Linked DNA regions of Mus musculus: regions 1 and 3 are each linked to region 2. Evidence: chromatin contacts called from public Hi-C and HiChIP or PLAC-seq data. All regions are on one chromosome and are shown on one strand. The core of a region is the stretch at or near the end of the contact, and the rest is flanking DNA. Distances in the headings are between cores, read along the strand shown. Region 1 has its middle 17 kb from the start of Pomp. Region 2 holds the start of Mtus2 (microtubule associated tumor suppressor candidate 2). Region 3 overlaps Mtus2 (microtubule associated tumor suppressor candidate 2).

Region 1 (2,729 bases), core at 28-2,527, 110 kb before region 2:
CCTCTTCCTAGATGAGTACAGATTGTGTCAACTTGACACTTTGAGCTGTGACAGCATGCTGTTTACTTCTAACACTAACACATGGTGCCAAGCACTGTCTAGTGTTCGATGCATGCTGCCCCATCCTTTTCCATTAAGGTCCTGTGCTGGTAACTTGCCAGGGAATGTGGAGTGTGGCCTCTAATGACCACTGTCATCTGTGTCACATATCATGATACACTTTAAGGTTTGGGTGTGTGTGTGTCATATGTGCTTCCTGTTTTTCTTCTTAATAATGCACACAGTAACTTTTCTCACTTGAATTCACATCAACAAAGCACTTTGTATTGTACTCTGTACTGTGGTGGATACTAAGTTGCCGATTCTGTCTCCTTTAACTTTAACGCCAACACCATTGAGTTCATCCGAGTCTTCAGTTTCCGTTTTTGTCCCAAGCATGGTTCTCCTTCACCCACCTTTTAGTTATCCATATTTTTATATTTACTTATATATTTGGGGGTTTTGTTTTTGTCTTGTTTTGTTTTCCTCTGCTTGTATGCCTGTGCACTACGTGCATGCGTTATCCAAGGAAACCAGAAGAAGACATCATATCCTCTGGAACTGGAGTTCCAAATGGTAGTGAGTCACTATGTGGGTGCTGGGAATTGAACCCTGGTCCTCTGCAATAGCTGTGTCCTCAGCTGCCCCTACTTACCCATATTCCGAGTAATAAGATGATCTCAAGAAATACAGCATTAACAATAGCCCCACTCACTCCGGTGCCCCTTCCCTGGCTCTGCCCATGTGGAGCCATTTTGCAAAATTTTGTATTTCCTTGTTTCTTCCAGTTTATACCTCAAATGTCTACTCTTTACTTTTATTTTGAACTTCATTCATTCATTTATTCGTCTCCTGTCCCGTAGGTTGACTCACTGTGTCTCACATAGCTACAGTCAGGCCTTCTTCTCTGCTGTGTAATTTTCCCACACAGTTGCTGGTGGCTGTTTTGGCTGCTCTCCACCTTCAGACACCAGGAAGGCGGTGTTCTCTTGGCCATTGTCTTACGCTACTTCCCCCTTTTCAGAGCATGAAAAGTCAGGGACAAGGAAGTGAAGGAACTCACCCAAGACCTTCCCAGCCAGTCCTGGCAGCTTATTCAGGATTCCAGCCTAGACCAGACGCTCCCGTCCCTCCCCCCTTCCCCTCCCCCCTCTCCCCCACGATGTCACCCAGCTCTTGTCAGACTTGCTGTGAATGAAAGAGCAAGGGCAGGGAGAAAGGAAAAGGATCTTCCGTCCCCATTTCTCTGCTAGAAAGTTACTCCGCCCACTCTGTGCCTCTTAGAGAGGAAAAGCTTGTAGGTTGGGTTGATTAGCCTTTCAAATAGTGCACTTATCCTCTTGGATCCAGTAAGTATCCACTCCCATCTCAAAAGTAACGCGGAGGTCAGCCCTAAACAGGTGCACAGACAGCAACACTAAATGACCTCAGTGTGTGTGTGTGTGTGTGTGTGTGTGCGCTTGCGCATGCAAATGGCACACACATATAATGTCTGTGTGTGTGTAGCAATAATAAATATAGAAGAAGTAGTCATGAGTTTGAGAGGGAGTGGGGGAAGGGTCATGTGAAGAGTTAGAGGGGGAAGAAATTCTCAAAAACTACTAGATGTTTTTCTGTGAGGCCATGTGCTCCCCCAGCCTGCTTTCACATGTAGAAGCTGTTCAGACATATGTTTAGATTCCCTTTGCAGGGAGATTAACTATACATTTATACAGTTTCTTTTTAGGCCAGAGTTCAATAGAGGAGGTCAGAGACTAATAAAATGTGAGTTGCTAAGCCTGCTAGAATGTTCCTGGAAACAAGATAACTAAACTTGCCTCTTCCAATTAAAAATAGGTTTGAGAGAGAAAACTCACCAGTGAGCCTAAGAATCTCGTAGCATAGAAACTGTAAACCAGCATTTTGAAAGCCAAAATGATCTTATCCATGTGTGAAGGAATCAGGAGGGTTGACAGGAACCGAGAAGGAATGTAGACTGTGTTGTGTTTAACGATTCTTCTCAAAAACATCTTTTTATTTCGCTCCAGGGCACTAAAAACTGCAGACTTTGGATTTCCATAGATTTCTTTGCATGTGCTCTGGCCTGTTTTCTGGGCTCTGCAAGGTCACACACCCCATTGTCACCCAGGAACTTCAAGGTCCCTACTCTTTCTTCTCTTCATGTCAATGACCATTCTAGGGACTTCTTATCTTTCCAAAAGCTACATCTAAGATTTTTATTTGTTATTAGCATTTGTGTAGTTTGTGTGTGTGTATGTGTGAAACATGTGCTTGAAGTTTTTGTGTGAGGTCAGAGAACAACTTTCTAGAATGGTTTTACCCTTTTCATCTTATTGAGACAGGGTCTCTGTATTTTCACTGTCTGACGAACCCAGGATAATTGGAAACTCACATCCATTCTGTCTCTACCTTCTATCTTTCAATAGAATCCTAGGATGGTAGACACATCTGACTTTTCGAGGGTTTCAGGAACCAAGCTCAGAGCCTCAAAGGATCATACAGTGTCTTAACCTACTGAGTCGTCTTGCCACCCCTCCGACAGCACTATTTCTCATTTCTGTTTGGATCTTTCTGAGAATTTGACTTTGGGAGCACAGATGTTTTGTGTTGCTCCTTAAAATATCAAACACAAACATTGTAAAAAGATGAATACGACATTTTGGGCAGTTTAGGGTACCAAGCACTGTCAC
Region 2 (2,700 bases), core at 14-2,513:
GATGGTCAGGTCTGCCTGTGGGATGGGGGTGGGGGTGGGATGAGTCCCTGGAGGAGTGGGAGTGGCCCGAGGAAGGAGCTGTAGCGCCAGGACCTCATTCCTTGCACCTGGGAGGCATGGGCTTCACAGAGCACCCAAATAGGAAAGTGAATGGCACAAAGGAGGCTTTACTATCTTTCTAGGTTTAAGTCAGGCTGGGGTTTGTGAGTTAGGGGAAGGGAGGGGCGAAGGCTTAAATGAAATGAGCTTAAAGTTTGATTTAGATTGGACTGGACTTTGTAATAACAGCCAGTCAGACCGCTTGTTAACACCCGAAGGTGACAGGAAAAGCGATAAAACGTGCCCTAGATTCCTCCAGAAGAAATGGGAGGCCACATAGAATAATGTAAAAAGACAGCCGTGTGAAAAGTGCTCTTTCATGATTTCCCTTCACAATATAGACCAGTTAGTACAAAAATTCAGCTGGTATAAAATGTTGCTCGGCACAGCAATGCTGGGGTGGGGGAGGGAGCCCATTTTCCCCACACTCCCGACCCCCAAGAGAAAGCGAGCAAGCACATCAGTAAGCCAGCATCTCATTGTCTTCTCTGTCAGTCTGTCCCAAATCTTGTGAGCCAGAGGCTGGAGAAGCCCCCCGGCTGTCTTCAGGCTTCCCAGGTGCGCTGCTTTCAGGCGACCTGGAAGGGCTACTGAGAAGTCCTGCGTTCATGTTTACTTCTGAGGAACGTTGTGAACTACGAAGCAGACAAGCTTGCGTTGAGACAAGAGTCTTTCAAGTGGGTAGCCGGCTATGCATTACCCCTAGATTTGGAGGCAGAGGCAAGAGGATATCTGTGAGTCTCAAGTGAGATCCTGCCTCAAACACCCCAACTCCCCCACCCCCACCCCCGCCAAACCCGCACACAATCACACACAAAACCCTTACAGAGACTTCTTTAGTCTCCTGTCCATCAGCCCCGCTACATCCCTTGCGAGTTCACCCGCTGGACCCCAATTCTTCCTGCTGCACGCAATTAAAAGAGGCTCTCTCTTCCGATTGGACCACAGCACATCCCACTCGTGGGAGTCAGGAGTCTAGGTCAGCGACCTCAGGCTGCTTCTCCTTTCTCTGGGGTCTGAGGCTGGATGCTCCGGACCACTGTGGTCCCGTGAGCTGCCGGGTCGTGTCGGGCCAGCAGAGGGCGCTCGGCTCCCCCCACGGGGCTCCGGACGAGAGGAGGCGCCGGGGCTCGCGAGCATCTCCGGGCGGCCGGGAGGGGGTGCGCGCCTCGGGCCGCTGCAGCCCGGCTTCTGTCACCGCGGACGGCACCTCACTGGAGGGTGGGCGGGAGCGGCGTCTTTGTCCGGCGAGGCGTCCTCAGCCCGGGCCATCCCTGTGATCAGAGCCCGGCGGCTTGGGCGGTGCCCAGTGGTGAAGTGCGCGGGCGGAGGGCTGGCTGCGGCCACGGCCCCAGGTACCCCGGTGCCCTAAGCTCGCCACCTGCGCCACCTCAGCCCGCGCTCTGTCAAGTTGCAGAAGACCCGGGTGGGTCAGGAGTCTGGACGCGTGGGCGCGTTGCAAACTCCAGCTGCGAAGGAGCTGCGTGCGGAGGTAGCCCGGCCCGGGATGCTCCCGGAGGCTGCTCTGGTCTCTCTGCACATCCTTCTTGGCTCCTCCAGACCCAGGTGAGCGACTGCTGTCCGCGCGTCCCGATCCGGCTGGAGACAGGTGCAGAGCGGGGCGGAGGCGGTGCCTTTTGCTGGCTTCTCTGGCATCAGAGAGCCCGCTCCCCGCTGCCCACATCTTCTGCTCCGCCGGAGAGAGGCTGCAACCCACTCGCACCTTCCGGGGATGTCAGGTTGAGCACGGTGTTTCAGAGGCGACAGCGGGTTAGCCTAAGCGAGCTCCCACCCCTCTCCACCCCCAGCTCGGGATAATTCGGTCCGTGTCTTCGTCTTAATTTAGCACCGATGTGTTATTTCCTTGGAGCCCTAGAATGGTAAGGCTTGCTCCATCCATTTTTCAACCCCCTTCATTCTGAGTCTGTGCAGGGAAAGGCTTGCAAGTGATGTTACTACCGTTCTATTTTAAATACAAACACCCAGAGAAGTACGCTTGGCGGCGTGCCAGAGGCGCCTGCACTCTTTTGTTATGTAAGTGCTTCACAGGAATATTTGCTGGTTGGTAAAGTTAGGAGCGGTTACCAGAGAACGTAAGAGCGCAGGAAGTCAGAGCCATAATTTCTGTCTTAGCTCAAAACTTTCCTTCAGGATAAGCATGAGATGGTTTTGGTATCATTTAAAGGCGACAGGAGGTCCTTTCAAAAGAAAAATTCATACCGTAGACTCTCAAGCGTTAAGACACAAAACAGGCTTTTTTTTTTTTTTTAAGTCTGTTATGAAAACCAGTGGGACGTCTCTGACAATAAATAGGTGGGAAGTGACTTAAAGAAATAGATCCCTGTCACATAGCCGTTTTGGCTTTTAAGTTGTTAGGTAGTTGTATTTTGCTGTCACGTGGACATAGCTAATCGTGTGTTGACAGTTATTAAAGATCTCTGCTCACACGTACCGTAATTTTTCAGGTACAAAGATGAGAGTGGAAAACATCAGATACGCATCTTGTTCTTACTGGTTTCTGGTGATGGCATTTGTTATGTGTGTGGCTCATGTGGAGTCAGGGTTGTGACTGTTGGTGGGCATCGTTTCGTGCTTCGTTTA
Region 3 (2,700 bases), core at 201-2,700, 70 kb after region 2:
GTCATCAACAAACATCAAGGGCTTCCTCCCCAACCCCCATATTTCCCACTTCAATACTTTTTCTAATTGTTCTTGATTATCTTCTTTGGTTAGGACCACGATGGATAGAGACAGTGGGACTGGAGCATTTTGTCTCATCTGATTCTAAGAAGCGATTGAGTAGGGTCTGCCCTGTGAGGTTTCCGTAGGTGGCCATTGTTTAACACTTTTCTGAGAAGACACGGCACAGATGTCTGCTCACCACAGACAGAGAAGTGGCTAGTGGTTAAAGTGGTGATTCTACTGAGGTCCAGCCCAGTGAGCTGGTGAATTTTCTAACTGGATAATTAGGAAGGAAGATGGCTGATTCCTTTGCTCATTCACGTGCTCACGGTGACCCACGTCAAGGTATGGTCAGCACAGAGAGGTTCTGCGTAAGAAGGGGCTATGGTGGGAATGGCCTCGATGTGGAGCTGAGGCATGGGGGAAGATGCTCTTCTAAGATCATGAGTACTGTGAGCAGTGAGCATGTGCAGTGTTTGGTAAAACATCCTTGTATAGCTGTACCAGTGACCAGGTTTGGAGTAAGTGACCGGAGGTGGGTTCCTGGATGAGTGTGTTTCTGCAAGTTCACCACAAGGGGGAGGTGGCCTGGGCTGTGTTAATGGTACTTAAAGCAGCTGTCATTTACTGAGCGGTGTCTGGGCCCAAAGTTGATTGGCACATCGTATTCATGAAAAACAGAAGTCAGTTGCTAGGTACCGATTTTATATGTCAGAAAACTGAAGTTCCAGCCCTAAGGCACATCTTCCTGCTTGTCAGGTCCCTGTGACTGTGTTCGCCTGCCTGCTTGCCCTAATGCCAGCTTAGCACTAAACAAACTTGATGTTTTCCCATAATGTGGCCTGCACTGTGTGTAACTCGCCCCGTGCTTAATTAAAGTGACTTTACAAAATAAGATACAAAGACCACCTAAAGGCGAGTTTAGAGGAACCCTGAGGTGGCCTTTGTGAGCCTGTAGTGCGATGCCGTGGGTAAGCCTCTTATCTCATTGCCAGTTTTATGCCCGTCACAGCCAGAGCCACCAGATGGGAATGTGGTGGCCCACTTAGAGCCTTTTTAATTGCTTGCTATAAATAGCTTAATGATGTTGCCATAAAAAGACCCCACTATCACCAAGCAGCTCTGTGTGACCCACATACGTGATATTTTCCTGCGTGTCGCGTCTGGGAAAATTGGTGGCCACATATGAGAGGCTCTCGCTGCTAAAATGAAATCCTTATTTTTAAGTCAAACACTTCTTCTCCTCCCGGCTGTAGATCCTGCGGTCTCTGCCTTTCCCGTCTGCCTTCGGCAATACCACGTGGTCCAGAGAACGCCCACTTGTCCTTAACTTGACCTCAGTGGGGAGGCCAGTCCCAGGTCTCAGTAGCGTCACCGCAGGCTGCAGACCGCTGTGGCACGTTCCTGTCTGCTCACAGTCATTGCACCCCAGCTGCCTTGCTTTGCTCTAGACACTGATGAATCCTCTTGCTCACTCACTGGGTTTCATCTGCATGCTTCTGATTAGTCTTTGGCATTCTTCAACCTCAAGGCAGCCATTTTCCCTTTCTTTGTTTCCTTCCTTCCTTCCTTCCTTCCTTCCTTCCTTCCTTCCTTCCTTCCTTCCTTCCTTCCTTCCTTCCTCCCTTCCTCCCTTCCTCCCTTCCTCCCTTCCTTCTTTCCTTCCTTCCTCTCTTCTTCCCTCCCTCCCTTCTTCCTTCCTTCCCTCCTTTCTCTCTGTCTCTCTCTTAATTGTTACGTGGTGTAGACCAGTCCACATCGTTCAGTGTGGAGCATTGGCCAGTGCTCCTGCCGGGTGCCTCTCTCGCCATTGCAGATTATTTTCTTGCCTTTCCATGGAACCTTCCATTCAGATTTGGCTGCTTCCCACCAGGGCCTCTTTTCAAAGGGAACGTAAGCTAGAAAGGGAGGGCAGTGGCCTTTAACAGCTGTCACTTCATGGATCACTCGGATTGACCGGGCAGGGGTCCTCTCCCTACCTTGCTGCTCCCTGTGCGTTCCCTTCAAAGCTGTGTGGTCATTTGGAAAGGGCTGCCTTCCACAGTAGGGATGTTGATGGCTGTGGCTGATAGAACCTTTAAAGAAATCTTCTGAACGATGTGGGATGCGGATTTGAAAGGGCAGGGGCATTTACTGAAAGGGGGGGGCTGCTGGGGACAACACATGGGCTGAAGTTCCGACTTGGGGGCGGGGCACACTGCCAACAAGCTGCCTGGGAGGTTAAAGGGCTCAGGGGTGGAGCAAAATTGTGGGGAACATGGGAGGCGTGGCTGAGATGGCAGGAAGCACGTATGTGCGTGGAACAGAGGGAGTGGCTCATCTTAGGGAGTGATGGCTTCCACCATCTGGGGCTTTGCGTCTGCCTCAGCGGGTGTCCTGTGCTGAAGAATGGAGTCCATCTCGCAGATGACGGGGTGTGGAGACGCTGAGTGGATTCTGTGTGGACTTAGCACTTTGCCCGGGGGTTCTAAGGATTTAGGTGGCGCGCCTAGTGTTCTTTCTCTCTAAATGGACAGAGGTCTTTTCTTCTCCATTAACAATTACTGAAAATGATAATTGCATTCATTAGATCCTTTTTGTTTTGTTTTGTTTTTTAACGTGGTGTTTTTGTTTTTGTTTTTGTTTTCTACGAAGCTTCTCATAGCGCCGTAGAAGGCC

What was found. Hi-C and Micro-C count contacts between places; a contact is called where the count stands out from the background. HiChIP or PLAC-seq counts read pairs in DNA pulled down with a chosen protein or histone mark.
Region 1: an H3K27ac HiChIP or PLAC-seq map of embryonic stem cells shows a contact between it and region 2, with 5 read pairs. The contact joins the enhancer-like site here to the promoter of Mtus2 in region 2. A contact is called at or near these places in 6 of 484 Hi-C or Micro-C datasets (the G1E-ER4 cell line, bone marrow-derived macrophages, embryonic fibroblasts and 1 more), 1 of 115 datasets of contacts at active chromatin or transcription factors (embryonic stem cells) and 3 of 9 other capture datasets (adipose tissue, macrophages and pancreatic islet).
Region 3: a contact with region 2 is called in a Hi-C map of cerebral cortex, with 1.9 times the contacts expected there. The contact joins the enhancer-like site here to the promoter of Mtus2 in region 2. A contact is called at or near these places in 3 of 39 promoter capture datasets (embryonic stem cells, liver and maxillary cranial neural crest), 4 of 484 Hi-C or Micro-C datasets (cerebral cortex, cortical neurons, embryonic stem cells and 1 more), 4 of 115 datasets of contacts at active chromatin or transcription factors (embryonic stem cells and heart atrium) and 1 of 9 other capture datasets (embryonic stem cells).

What each region holds. Positions count from the first base shown.
Region 1 is chr5:147,842,369-147,845,097 of GRCm38.p6, forward strand. No RefSeq gene overlaps it. Among named protein-coding and RNA genes, the nearest start is that of Pomp, 17 kb to the right of the region's middle. Within about 2 kb of position 1,278, at least 3 of the 459 cell types and tissues checked have an H3K27ac peak or open chromatin away from gene starts, as enhancers often do. A contact at or near this core is called in embryonic stem cells, where this site is marked.
Region 2 is chr5:147,956,057-147,958,756 of GRCm38.p6, forward strand. Mtus2 (microtubule associated tumor suppressor candidate 2) reads left to right here and starts at 1,264. Exons shown (of 15, transcript NM_001359503.1): 1 at 1,264-1,665.
Region 3 is chr5:148,025,876-148,028,575 of GRCm38.p6, forward strand. The region is part of intron 1 of Mtus2 (microtubule associated tumor suppressor candidate 2); the gene reads left to right. Among named protein-coding and RNA genes, the nearest start is that of Mtus2, 70 kb to the left of the region's middle. Within about 2 kb of position 1,451, at least 36 of the 459 cell types and tissues checked have an H3K27ac peak or open chromatin away from gene starts, as enhancers often do. A contact at or near this core is called in cerebral cortex and heart atrium, where this site is marked.